3 separate regions of the Rattus norvegicus genome follow, and regions 1 and 2 are each linked to region 3. Evidence: chromatin contacts called from public Hi-C data. All regions are on one chromosome and are shown on one strand. Each heading gives the region's core, a stretch centred on a gene start, on an enhancer-like site or on the middle of the called end of the contact. The rest is flanking DNA. Distances are from core to core; before and after follow the strand shown. Region 1 holds the start of Dus1l (dihydrouridine synthase 1-like). Region 2 holds the start of Fasn (fatty acid synthase). Region 3 overlaps Ccdc57 (coiled-coil domain containing 57).

Region 1 (4,363 bases), core at 739-3,238, 100 kb after region 3:
AAAAACCCACACACAGGTGCAGGAAGCTCTTACTCAAGATATTTTAGACATAACAATTCATATTGACCTTTGATTTGATAGGTCCTACGTAAAGCTTTGTGGAAATTCTTAAGATTAGCAAACCTCATACAGAACATTCGGAACATACAGAACAAAACAGGGTTTGTGGTCAGCATGTCCTTGCTCTGAGTCAAGTCACTTCTCTGTGTCAATGGCTGGGAGGCATGTTACAGCAACAATATGAAATATCTGGCAGGCATGGGACAGAATGGCTAAAGCTATCCGGGGATGAGGTGTGTCAGGCTATAACACTATAAGTGAATAAAGCTAAGTAGTGTACTTTGGGAGGTTTTGTTTTGTTTTGTCTTGTTTTTGGCTTTTTTGAGGCAGGATTTCTCTGCATAGCCCTGACTGTCCTGGAACTCACTTTGTAGACCAGGCTGTCCTTGAACTCAGAGATCTGCCTCCCAGAGATATGAAGAATAGGGATTAAAGGTGTGCACCACCATGCCCAGCTGTGGATGTGAAGTTTGTTCTCCCATTTTCTTTTTAAAAAATTAATTAATCAATTATGTGTTTAAGGTGTTTTATCTGTATGTATGTCTGCAGACCAGAAGAGGGCATATAGTTACAGACAGTTGTAAGCTGCCTTGTGGGTGCTGGGAATAGAACTCAGGACCACTGGAAGAACAATTAGTACTCTCTCTCTCTCTCTCTTTTTTAAAGATTTATTTATTTAATTTATGTATACAAGTACAATTTATGTATACAAGTATACACTGTAGTTGTCTTCAGACATACCAGTTCCTATTATAGATGGTTGTGAGCCACCATGTGGTTGCTGGGAATTGAACTCAGGACCTCTGGAAGAACAGTCGGTACTCTTAACCTCAGAGCCATCTCTCCTGCCCCTCTTGTTTATTTTTTTATTTTTTATTTTATTTTTCAAGATATGGTTTCTTTATGTGGTTCCAGCTATCCTGAATTAGCTCTGTAAACCAGGCTGGCCTCCAACTCACAGAGATGCTCATGCCTCTGCCTCCAGAATGCTGGGATTAAAGGCATGTGGCATCACCACCCAGCTTCCTGTCATTTTTCTTACAAGGCAGAAAATTAAAGGATTATAAATGTCCTGTGTAATACATATATTACATTATATCATTATAACATTATGCATGTATTATTACACATACATGTATCATTATGAAGTATGTATTAGCATTTGCACCAAGGCTGGGGACCAGGACTGAATGACACAATGTTTCTGTAAGGATTGTGGAACTTAAGAGAGAAATCTTTTTTGTTTGTTTTTGAGATGGGGAGTTGGTGGGGGGTGGGCGTTGGGGCTTCTCTATGTAGCCCTGGCTGTCGTGGAACTCACTCTGTAGACCAAGTTGGCCTCCAATTCACAGAGATCCGCCTGCCTCTGCTTCCTGAGTGCTGGGAGTAAAGGTATAGGCCATCACCGAAAGGCCAACACCATATTTCTTTTTTTTTCTTCTTCTTCTTCTTTTTTTTTTTCGGAGCTGGGGACCGAACCCAGGGCCTTGCGCTTGCTAGGCAAGCGCTCTACCACTGAGCTAAATCCCCAACCCTACCATATTTCTTTATGCATGTTCCTTTCCTCTAGGAAGCATCTCATTACTCCGCAAAGGACAGGCTCCTCGTAGCCTTTCCTATCTAGGATCTGAAGTAATAATTCTTTATTTCGTTTTCTACTGTGGTATTATACTGAATTTATGTCTTGCGTCGGAAGAACCAAGGGCTGGTCCTGGAATGCGGGGGTTGGTTGGGGATGCAGGAAAGATCTCTCAGTGCCAATTGTCTGGAAGGAACAACGTGGCTCCCGAGCACGCGCAGTCTGTACTTGCTCAGCTCCATTTTCCACGGGGCCGGTCCCTTCAGCGTTGAGCTGCAGTGTCCGAGGATTTTGTTCTTTGCCGCACCGCAGACGGTGCGGAGCGCCTGGCAGTGCGCTTCCGCCTTCGGCACTTCCGGCGGTGGTGCGCTGAGACTGAGCCATAGTGCTTGGCGGCTACCGCCGCCTTCCTGCGGGTCCTGCTGGCGGCGCAGCGGGTAAGACAGAGGCTGCGGGGCCTTGTATGTATGTCCCTTTTTCTTTTTGAAGCGTGCCCGCAGCCACAGGCTTTCACTGAACCCCGGCCAGCTCCGACGGTGCGGGAAGTAGTTCTAATTCAAGCCCCTTTGACGTCGTCCGGTGTCTGTCTCGGGCCCCGGGCCAGCCCAAGGGGTAGGGTTAGCTCAGGAGACTCTAGGCCAGACTAGGAAAGGGGCCTTCGGGGCTGACATACTCGCTGCTCTCCCAACCCAAGATGTGAGGTGGCGTCAGGCCTCGTGCTGCCGGGAGGTCTCATCTGGCCAGGTCCGGCCCGCAGGGACGCAGATTTCCTTGTTCGGGCACAGACCTGTTTATCCTTCACACCTGTTCCACCAGGCTGGCGTTTAATCCAGTGGCAGATGAGGGGGTAAGGTTCAGAGAGGGTGAATGGTATGTCAGGGTCACTGCTAGAAAGGTGGAGGGCAGCTCGACCCTGTGCCTGGATATACCTCTCCTGTGTTTGGGGAAGCAGGCAGCTATAACTGACAAGAGTGGTCAGCCCCTTGAGCTGAACTTCGTACCCTCCTGAGGTATGATGGTGTACTATGGCTGAAATGAGAGCGTGTTCCTCTTCTGCCTTTAGTGTGGAAAGGATGCCCAAACTGCAGGGTTTTGAGTTTTGGAGCCGCACCCTTGGGGGTGCCCGACATGTGGTGGCACCCATGGTGGACCAGAGTGAGCTAGCTTGGAGACTGCTAAGCCGCCGCCATGGAGCCCAGCTATGCTACACCCCTATGCTACATGCCCAGGTCTTCGTTAGAGATGCTAACTATCGGAAAGAGAACCTATATTGTGATGTGTGCCCTGAGGACAGGCCCCTCATTGTGCAGGTGAGCAGAGGGACTGTGGCTACCTGAGTAGCACCCGGGTTCCAGACCATGTGTATAAGGACAGCATTCCCAAGCTGTCCCCACCATATACATATAACCCAGGAGGAGGGTCGGGGTCCCTGCAGCCTTGCATGACACATGCAGTGAGACACAGCTGCTGAGTGAGCATCCCCAAAGCTAGGGACAGTCTAAGCCCTGTGAAGGGGCAGCTTGGAGAGCACGAGGGATTTGTAGCATCAGTATTACCTTGATACTTCTCCTGTCTCAGTGCCCTCCTGTCGAGAACTCTTAGTTCTTTAAAAGTTTATGCCAGTGGCTTCTGTTACATGTCATGTACAACTCATATCCCTAGTGGTATGAGATCTTCCCACTTTATCATATTGTACATGCTGGTGGAAAGACCATAGCTCATTGAGTCACCATGGGATTCCTCACAGGGCTGGGTGGCCTAGGCAGGGAGAGTCGTAGGCCTGGTTTGACCAAAGGTGACATTCATGTCTTCTTCAGTTTTGTGCCAACGACCCAGAGGTGTTTGTCCAGGCAGCTCTCCTAGCACAAGATTACTGTGATGCCATTGACCTGAACTTGGGCTGCCCACAGATGATAGCCAAGAGAGGTGAGGTCATTTCTACAGTCCTGTGTTGACGCCTGTCCAGGCCTGTTCTGGTAGAGCCTGGGTATCAGTGGGCATGGGGAGAGTTAATCCCTGCCTCTGACTGTAATGACACCTGTAGCCAGCAAGCACTCCTTTCTCTGGTCTTATCATCCTAGAGAGTTCCCAGTTGCTTGACTGGGGACCAAACTCTGCTGGCCACGTAGATATCCCACTGATAAATGTGACCGGCTGGCGGGGGGTCCTTGGCTCCGCAATCCTTTGGCTCACTGGGCCCCTAAGCAAGCATTATTGGTCTTAGGCTACTTTGGAGTTTTGACAGCTGAGAAGCTGTTTGACTTCATTTTCAGTCCTGCTCTAACCAGAAACTCGGCTGGCACCTATACACCTGGCCTAGCTGTGGAGTCCTCCGTAGTCTGAGGAGCTGGGCTGGTAGGGGGTTCATGGCAGTATAGGTGCAATGGGGGCCACTCTCATCCTCTGCAGGTCGCTATGGCGCTTTTCTGCAGGAGGAGTGGGATCTTCTTCAAAGAATGAGTGAGTCGGCTGCATGCCATCGTGTCAGCGAGTGAGTCGCCCCAGAGACAGTCTGACAGGGCTCATAAGCACAGCTGCTTGGTTGGGGCTCAAGAGAGGACACCGGTGATCCCTCTGGGGGCTCTTGGCCACAGCACTTTTCCTGCTGGAAGGAGGTGACTATAGAGTCCCCTGATGTATACCAACTATCCCCTTAGAATCAGTGCCAGGACAGCGTCCTTACTCCTGTTAGCTCCCAGTGCTCCATGGGGACTTACTGGGGTT
Region 2 (4,067 bases), core at 650-3,149, 77 kb after region 3:
CTCGAGGTGCATACGCCAAGAGACATAGGATGATGTCTTCACAACAGCCCACCTAGGCACACTGTGCTTTCAAGACCAGCAAGGGCAATGGCAGGCCATCTTGATGTGGCTCTCCCACATCCACATCTGGCAGTCCACTCTCTTTGCTGAGATGTAGCCTGCAACCTCTATGGGTAAAAAGATGAGCAGAGAAGTCTGCTGACCCCAGCATCCTCCTCTGCACAGGCCCATACTCTGCATTCCAGCCTGCTCTCCTTGGTTACAACCCCTCCACTGAAGACCCCAGTAGCTGCAGAGGGCAGAGCTCTGCTGACCAAGTATGGTTAGCCAGCAGCCTGGCCAGCGAGAAGGCAAACACAGGGCACCTGGAGGTGGGGTGGGACAGCTCTGGCTGGCACATGCACAAGCCATTTATAAAACTCTCCTAGGCTGACCCTGAAACCCAAAGACACAACAAAGTGAAGACCCTCCAATAGAGAGAGTGCAGGACCTGGGTCCTGCACTCCTCACCTCCATAGAATACACATTACAACAAGAGATGCCATCAGTAGGCCATGGAACAGGCCCTAAAGACACAGGGGCACTAATAGGAGAACTTGGGGGCAAGCCGGCATGTGGGCAGAATACACCTGCCAGTCCTACAGGCTGCCCTTCAGGGTCCCCACTTAGCCTCCTTCCACAGAGAGCCTGTGGACAGCCAAGCTGGAGAAGCTAGAAGCCAGGGTTGACAAGCAAGGCTCTGAGGCTCTGGCTTTTGCTATAGACATGCAGTCAAGGACCACTGACACTACTCCCTCCTTAGCGCCCCCCCCCCCAAAGCCACTGCCCATAAGGTTGGTCTTAGTGGCCTGGGCCTGTAGTGGAAGGGCAGAAGGAAAGGGATCAACTCTGAGCAGTCTGTGTCTTTTTGGTCGGTGAGTTTTCATCATCTCCCGTCCCCAAATTCGATAACCCTTTCAAAAGAGGAATTTAAAGGGAGGGAGGGTGAGGGTCCCGGAAACCAGCAACTCAGGGAGGCGCGCAGACGCTCCTTTGTTCCCACCAGGCGGGGGAGGGGTGGTATCCCGCTCGCCAGATGGCCGCGCCTGGACACTGAACGGACTCAGGAGACCGCGGCACGCGCCCGTCAGTGTTCCCTATCCTGCCTACTGCTCTCGTCCCTGCCCGCATCCTGGTCTCCAAGGCGGCCACAGAAAGGGTGGGTGTCTGAGAAAGCTGGGCCACGATGACCGGTAGTAACCCCGCCTGAGGCGCCCTCCGCCAGGGTCAACGACCGCGCTTGCGCGGGGGCCCGAGAAGCGCTTTGCCGCTTTTGCCGGCCCATCACCCTATTGCCTAGCAACGCCCACCCGCGCGCCACCATTGGGCCACCGAGAACGGCCTCGGTGTCCAATTGGTCTCGATGTGGAGCAGGCCACGCCCCTCGGCTCTGCGCGCGCTACGATCACGGCGTGGAATCGCAGCGACACGGACCTGTTCTGTTCCCCCGCGTGGCCCCAGTGTCCTCAGTGCAGTTCCCAGTGTGACCAAGCACGCCCGACCCACACTGCGCGCGCACAGTGCACACCTGGCCCCGGCCGCGGGGGTGGGGGGGTGAGAGAAAGGACAGAGATGAGGGCGTCGGGATGAGCCCCGCGTGGCCCGCGGGAGGCCGGGGGCGGGGACGGAAGCGGGCGGGGGCTGCGCGTTCCTTGTGCTCCAGCGCGCGCCTGTGCAGGGTCCCGGCTGGGGGCGGCGCGCGCGGGCATCACCCCACCGACGGCGGCGCGCCGGGTCCCGGGGCGCAGCCCCGACGCTCATTGGCCTGGGCGGCGCAGCCAAGCTGTCAGCCCATGTGGCGTGGCCGCGCGGGGATGGCCGCGGTTTAAATAGCGCCGGCGCGGCCTAGAGGGAGCCAGAGAGACGGCAGCAGCGTCCCGTCCAGTTCGCCTGCCGCGCTCCTCGCTTGTCGTCTGCCTCCAGATCCCAGACAGGTACGCCGCTGCGTTCGGGGTTCCGGGATGGCAGGCCGGTGTCGGGGTGCCGCGGCTCCAGTGGGAGGACAGGCGGGCGCCCATCCTCAACAGCCCTGCGCTCACAAAAGCGCCGCCGCGCCCCTCCGACAGCCAACCACCCGGCTGTGCGCCGCGGTCCGGCCGAGAGGGGCGCGGGAGGGGTGTGCGGAGAGCCAGCGCGGCGGGCCGCTGTCACGTGGGCGCCGCGCCAGCCGGGTGCAGGAGGCTGGGTGCCTCGTGGATGGGGCCGGGGCCTCCACTCTCATCCGGAGGCTTTGGCAGGGCACAGGAGGCCGCGGTGGTACCCGGGCTCCAGTTTGGAGAGGCCAGTTGTGGGTCTGGGAGCGCACGAGGCCCCAGGGGCCTCAGCGGAAGTCATCAGACCATCCAGGCCTCACCGGCTGGGTGGCGCGGAAGCCTTCTCCTTGGACTACGGCTGCAAGGCCTGAACTGCCCTGGGCAAGTGCCTTAGGGACCAGAGGATCTATCAAACCCTTCAGCTGGCTCAGCCAGGTTACAAGGTGTTCGACCAAATGGCGAGAGGCTTCTCCTGTCCCGGATCCGCACCTAGTTAGGAGTGGTACTCTAGGTCGGATCTTGCTGAAAGGATCCGTTGGCAGGGGATCGGTTTGCCTCAGCCCTGCTAGGCCTGAGCACTAAGTAGTCGGGCCTGTTCTCTCTGGGTCCTTACCATGCCTGGCGTTCTGGCTGGCCCTGCAGGGCAGTCAGTCTCCACCCTCATCATGAAAGGGAAGCGTTGGCTTCCCCGTGGCTTGAGGTGAGAGTGTCCCAGACCCTGCTTCTTGAAGCCCCACTTCTGTTTGCAAGTTCCTTATGATTGGGATGGAGCACCCAGTAGGCAACTGGAGATCATATGGTCCCAGGTAACTAGCAAGGCATGGTAGGGTCAGGCCAGGTCATGTGTCTGGAAGGGATTAAAAACCTCAGAAGTAGCTATCCCGTGCAAGGGAACCCGAGCACCCGGGCTCATCCATTGATTATAGCTGGGTCCTGCTAGTTTCCACCACTGGGGGGCTTTCTGAGCCCTTTGCTCTCAGAAAGTCAGGGCCTGGCTGTGAGGTGTGCTACCTGTGGATTCAGGTGGCTGTAGCTGGGAATGACTCTATGAGGGAGGCCCACCAGGCTACCTACCTTCCCCCACAGAGAAGAGCCATGGAGGAGGTGGTGATAGCCGGTATGTCCGGGAAATTGCCCGAGTCAGAGAACCTGCAGGAGTTCTGGGCCAACCTCATTGGCGGTGTGGACATGGTCACAGACGATGACAGGAGGTGGAAGGCTGGTGAGTGTCCCCTCGGGATCAGGCAGCAGGACAGACTGAGAGTCTCACCCAAGATGCTTCTAGAGACAGTGAACTCCCTGTAGAGCTGTGAGGTTGAGAACCGGTTAGAATGAGAAGGGACAGGTGTCTTGGTTGGTTCCGCATGCAAGACACCCAAGGTGGGCCGTAGAAGAGGACTGGCCCTTTGGATCTCCCATCTGTAACCTCTGCCCTGAGCTGGCGGATAGTGTCTAAGATGACGCTCACACCCAGTGGATTCTAACAGTGCCATAGAGCAGCTAGCTCTACCTGATGGGCAGGTGTGAGTCAGCACTGGGCTGGCCTGGCCAGCCTCGGAGTAGGCAGAGGGTCTCCCAGTCAGGTCGGGGTTACCAGGGGGTGATCGCCAGCCTCACTTCCTGCTCCTACAGGTTTTGCTTTGGGTCACCCACATGTGGCGGTTTTGGGGCTCCTCATTAGCAGTGAGGCTGGGTCACTCTCTGGGAACCTTCCTCCAGGAGAGGTTGGTTCCCTGGCCTCAGACTGTGATGTTCCACAGGGCTCTATGGGTTGCCTAAGCGGTCTGGAAAGCTGAAGGATCTGTCCAAGTTCGACGCCTCCTTTTTTGGGGTCCACCCCAAGCAGGCACACACAATGGACCCGCAGCTCCGGCTGCTGCTGGAAGTCAGCTATGAAGCTATTGTGGACGGAGGTGGGTCATTGGGGTATTATTATTGCCCTTTTTAGGACTTACTGTCATGAGGGCTGGGGACGTAGTCCAGTGGGAGAGCACT
Region 3 (4,453 bases), core at 1,359-3,858:
AGCAAAGCCTGCACTAGCTTAGAAGCCTCTGTTCTCCCACCTCAGCCTACCCAGTGCTGGAATTACAACTGTGCTCCAGTACACTGACTCCTTCCCAATATTTAGTTCAAGCCAGAGTGTTTGGGCAACCTGTTTCGCTTGTGCCTCACATCAGGAACTGTGGGTGCTGGGTGTGTAGCACTAAGCTCCATCCTGATAAGGAAATATACAGGGACATAGTGTTCAACAGGAATATTAAAATCATGAATTTGCTGGCATTCCCAGGCTTAGCACCTGGATATTGCTTTGGGATGGTGGTATTTAGATCTTAAAAAAAAAAAAAAACCAAAAAGAAAAATTGCTGCCAAATTACACTTCTGCTATGGGGAGAAGTAGTTCTTAGATCTGTGAAGTATCAGGAAATTAAAGCTTATTCTATATGGGTTAGAGAGAGAACCCAGTGCTTAAGAGTAATGTCTACTTCTCTAGGAATCAGAGTCCAGACCTCAGAACCCACATGCAGACAAAATACCCATTCACATAAAGTAAAAGTAAAACTTTAACAATTATGCTTTAAGAAGTTTGTCCACATTACATTAAGTCTAGTGTGCTCTTGTTTATTCTCTAAGAAACACCAGCAGCTCAGTGAGCCAGTAATGCCCAGCTGTGCTCTGGCTGCCTTGAGGGGAGGGCTGGGTCACTGCTACTCCCACTCTCCATCAGTATAGTTGCAGTGATGGGTCCTCACAGAGCCTGACTGCTTCCTGCCTCCTTTAGAAGCCTTAAACTAAATGACTTTGTGTTTTGAGGGGGGTCTCACTCTATATAGCCCTGGCTAGTTTGGAACTCATAATCTTCCTGCCTTAGCCTCCCAAGGGCTGGAATTACAATGTATCACATCCTGTTTTAACTAATTTTTAGTTTTATCTCTAAGTATTTTTTGCTTCTGAAGGGTTATTACTATATAGACAGGGCATTTCTCTGACAATAGAAGACAGGACAGGGTGACACATATCTGTAATCTCAGAACTCTGAAAATGAGGACAGCCTACGCTACAAACTAAAATCCCATCTCAAGAAAACAGGTTCAGAAATCCCAAACTTTGAAATCCCAAACTTGAATCTCTCTTCTTCTTCTAGGGAGTTTGGTGACCGTTCCACCTGTGTCCTGAGCATGTACTGGCATTCTGTGATAACCTCAGTGCCTAGTGGCTTGCCCTCTCGGTGGGTGTGCTCTGGAACCACAGACACACATGTAGGATTAAGATGAAACACAGCTTTGGTAGTGGCACTCCTGCTCCACTTGGAGCTGTCAATGTCTGTGGTCCTCATAGTCAGACTGTGCAGGCAGCTAAGGCAGGCCAGGTGCTTGAGAAGGGAGGTCGAAGGTGAAGGAGAGGCCACAGTGGACATAGGTCACTGGACCAAGTGTTTCTGTGCTGACCCTGGGGATATCAGCCGGCCTGGGAAACAGCCGGTGAGAAGTGTTGCTGAAGGCATTTCTAGGACCATTTCTTCAGTACCAGATACCAGCGCGGAAGGCAGAGGTGGGCAGGCTGCCCAAAGTGGCTAAAGATCAATGCCTTCCATGTACCTGTTTTCAGCATTCCCAAAATGAATGGTGAAGTTGGCACGATGGCCTTTTCATACTGCACAAGGCAAGGTCTGCGCCCAGGAGTGTGATCGTTGGTGCAAAAGCAAAGTTGTTCCTATGAGCAGCGATGGCCTTGCTTAGATCAGTACAATGTGTCCCCTGAAAGTGTCACTTGATGTTTGGTTTTTGGGAAAGCTTGTCAGGTTTGGGCTGCTCCTCTAGCAGCACTTGACTGCCAAGCTAACGCGTGGCCTCTAGAGCCTGCCTGTACTTCTAACTGAAGTGTGCTGGGCTGGGCTGGGCACAGTGGAAGATGAGAGGCTGACTCACCACAGCGCTTCCTCAGTCCCACAGGCTGTGTGTACAGAGCACCTTTCCACCTTGCGAAATTTGGCCCTTGATAGTCAATTAGTTAACATTTACATGGCTGGCTGCTAGATATTTCTTCCTGAGTAGAACGATCCATGGTCTTAAATTAGGCAACGTGGCAATCCCTTCTAATGTGGCTTTTTGATGAGAGTTTGGCAACTATATGTGCATTCCTCTGGGTCTGTATAGCACGAGAGAGAACAAGTGAACCACGCTGCACTCACACACTTCTTCCTGTGTAGATTTCGTGAAGATGCAGCAGCTCTGAAAGCTGCCTGGGATGCCCAGATCGCTCAGATGTCCAAGGAAGCTGTTTCCAAAGACCTTCAGATTCAGGCACTACAGGAAGAGGAAATGAAGCTCAAAGCACAGGTGGCCAAGTCCCAACAGGACATAGACAGGTACTGTCCCCAAGGCAGCAGCCACCTATGCTGTTTCCTGCAGACAAGAACCATTACAGGTCCTCGGGAGTGAAACCGCATCACAAACTCAGCCCTGCATTCCCTGGGAGAGGAATGGTAATGGGATGGAAGCAGATGTGGTGGTGAAGACATCAGCAAACATGCAGGACCAGGGGGCAGCCCAGAGGGCAGGCCCAGAGGGCAGGCCCAGGGGGCAGGACCAGAGGGCAGGCCCAGGGGGCAGGCCCAGGGGGCAGGCCCAGAGGGCAGGACCAGAGGGCAGCCCAGAGGGCAGCCCAGAGGGCAGGCCCAGGGGGCAGGCCCAGGGGGCAGGCCCAGACCTTAGGGATGAGGAATCTCAGTCTTTAAGGAACGCAGCCAAGGGCTGGTGTGTGGTGAGCACTGACTGCCTTCCTCTGCCATCAACTTGCAGAAGCAGACAGATTACCATGATTTCAAGGCCAGCCTGATCCATATAACACTGCAGGACAACCAGGTATATATATAGAGAGATGCTATCTCAAAAAAAAAAAAAAAAAAAAAAAGAGAGAGAGAAAAAAAAAGAAACAGAACAAAGCCATGCTTGTTTTTCCTGTTCATTGTATGGATTTATGCTTGAGTGAAGGTAAGGGCCTGTTTCCATAGTGTCATCAAGTCACTCATATAATAAAACATTGTCCACATGATGAATCTAGATGGACATTGACATCTATACCCCACCACTCTATCAACTCAGACCCCTTCAGGTCTGTGGCCATCCCTGACCCCCCACTTCCATCTAATGGCTGCCCTGGGGGAGGGTCTTCCTGGACTGGACTTCTGAGTGGCAGCCATAATGTGGCTTTTGGTCCTGGCTTCTTTGGATTTATCACTTTGAGGTTAGAATGCACAGATTCTTCTTGATGTTCAGGGGCCATGTGATGCTTGAGTCGTCTAAAGCCTCTCTCTCTCTCTCTCTCTCTCTCTCTCTCTCCCTCTCTCTCTCTCTCTCTCTCTCTCTCTCTCTCCCTCTCTGTAGATTTTCCTCTTGATATTTTTTTTCTGTCCATTTTGGTACTTTGTATTTCTCTGTCCACTACGACTGTTGCTGGCCCCGTCCCTGGTTCTTGTAGTCTTTTTGTCTTTTTTTTTTCTGGAGCTGGGGACTGAACCCAGGGCCTTGGGCTTGCTAGGCAAGCGCTCTACTGCTGAGCTAAATCCCCAACCCCCTGTTCCTGTAGTCTTAATGCCTGAGAGTAGATAGCAAAGGCCTCTTACTGATGACACTGACCATTGATGGCCTTCCCTTCACCCTAGACCAGCCTCATTGGAGGCTTATCAGTTTTGCTGATCTTTGTGAAGAACCAGCATTGGATTTGATATTCTCCATTGTTTTTTGTTGTAGTGGTGCTGGCGATAGTGGTTGTTCTATTTCCTTTAGCTTTGGTTTGTTGTTCTGATCGATCCTGATATCAGAGCCAAGATGATTGATTAACTCTGAGACATTCTTCCTTCTATCAGATGTAATTAGTGTTAGAAGTTTCCTTTCTGGCATATCTTAGCTAAACCCAACAAGTTCTAATGTTATTCCGCTAAAATACGGTCTCCTTGTATATTCTTTGGTCAGTAGATGACTTAAGACCTTATTGCCTAGGGATTGGGGATTTAGCTCAGTGGTAGAGCGCTTGCCTAGCAAACGCAAGGCCCTGGGTTCGGTCCCCAGCTCCAAAAAAAAAAAAAAAAAATACCTTATTGCCTAACCTCTGGTGATTTAGTTTTAGGCACCATTTGTCAGTGATTCTGACCTAATTCTGCTGTGCACACAGAATGCACCTTGCATGACTGGTCTCCTCTGCAGTCTGTTTTGTGACTTTGGAATGCGCTCTGCCCCAATACCTAGCAAAGTAGACTTAAAGATAAAACATGCCCTTGCTGTGGTCTGGGTTCTGAAAATGTCACTGGCCCACACTAGTGGATGACACTCTTCTCATCTCCCATGTCCTTGCCATCTGCTTGTTGGTTCTGTCAATCACAGAAAAGTTTGGCGACCTCCAACTGTGCTTGGACATGGCCACCTCCCTCCAGCACTGTTTCTCCAGCATTTGTTGAATCTTGATATCAGCCCTTTATG

The links. A called contact is a pair of places that touch in the nucleus more often than the background predicts.
Region 1: a contact with region 3 is called in a Hi-C map of liver, with 5 times the contacts expected there. The contact joins the promoter of Dus1l here to the enhancer-like site in region 3. A contact is called at or near these places in 5 of 12 Hi-C or Micro-C datasets (the A7r5 cell line, the Rat2 cell line, hepatocytes and 1 more).
Region 2: a contact with region 3 is called in a Hi-C map of liver, with 2.0 times the contacts expected there. The contact joins the promoter of Fasn here to the enhancer-like site in region 3. A contact is called at or near these places in 6 of 12 Hi-C or Micro-C datasets (Schwann cells, frontal cortex, hepatocytes and 3 more) and 1 of 1 datasets of contacts at active chromatin or transcription factors (oligodendrocytes).

What each region holds. Positions count from the first base shown.
Region 1 is chr10:106,558,536-106,562,898 of GRCr8, reverse strand. Dus1l (dihydrouridine synthase 1-like) reads left to right here and starts at 1,988. Exons shown (of 14, transcript NM_172018.2): 1 at 1,988-2,076; 2 at 2,703-2,949; 3 at 3,457-3,565; 4 at 4,049-4,099. The coding sequence starts at 2,713.
Region 2 is chr10:106,586,413-106,590,479 of GRCr8, reverse strand. Fasn (fatty acid synthase) reads left to right here and starts at 1,899. Exons shown (of 43, transcript NM_017332.2): 1 at 1,899-1,973; 2 at 3,159-3,294; 3 at 3,833-3,985. The coding sequence starts at 3,168.
Region 3 is chr10:106,663,921-106,668,373 of GRCr8, reverse strand. It overlaps Ccdc57 (coiled-coil domain containing 57), which reads left to right. Exons shown (of 22, transcript XM_063270205.1): 10 at 1,120-1,203; 11 at 2,185-2,343. Among named protein-coding and RNA genes, the nearest start is that of Ccdc57, 29 kb to the left of the region's middle. Within about 2 kb of position 2,608, at least 4 of the 93 cell types and tissues checked have an H3K27ac peak or open chromatin away from gene starts, as enhancers often do. A contact at or near this core is called in liver, where this site is marked.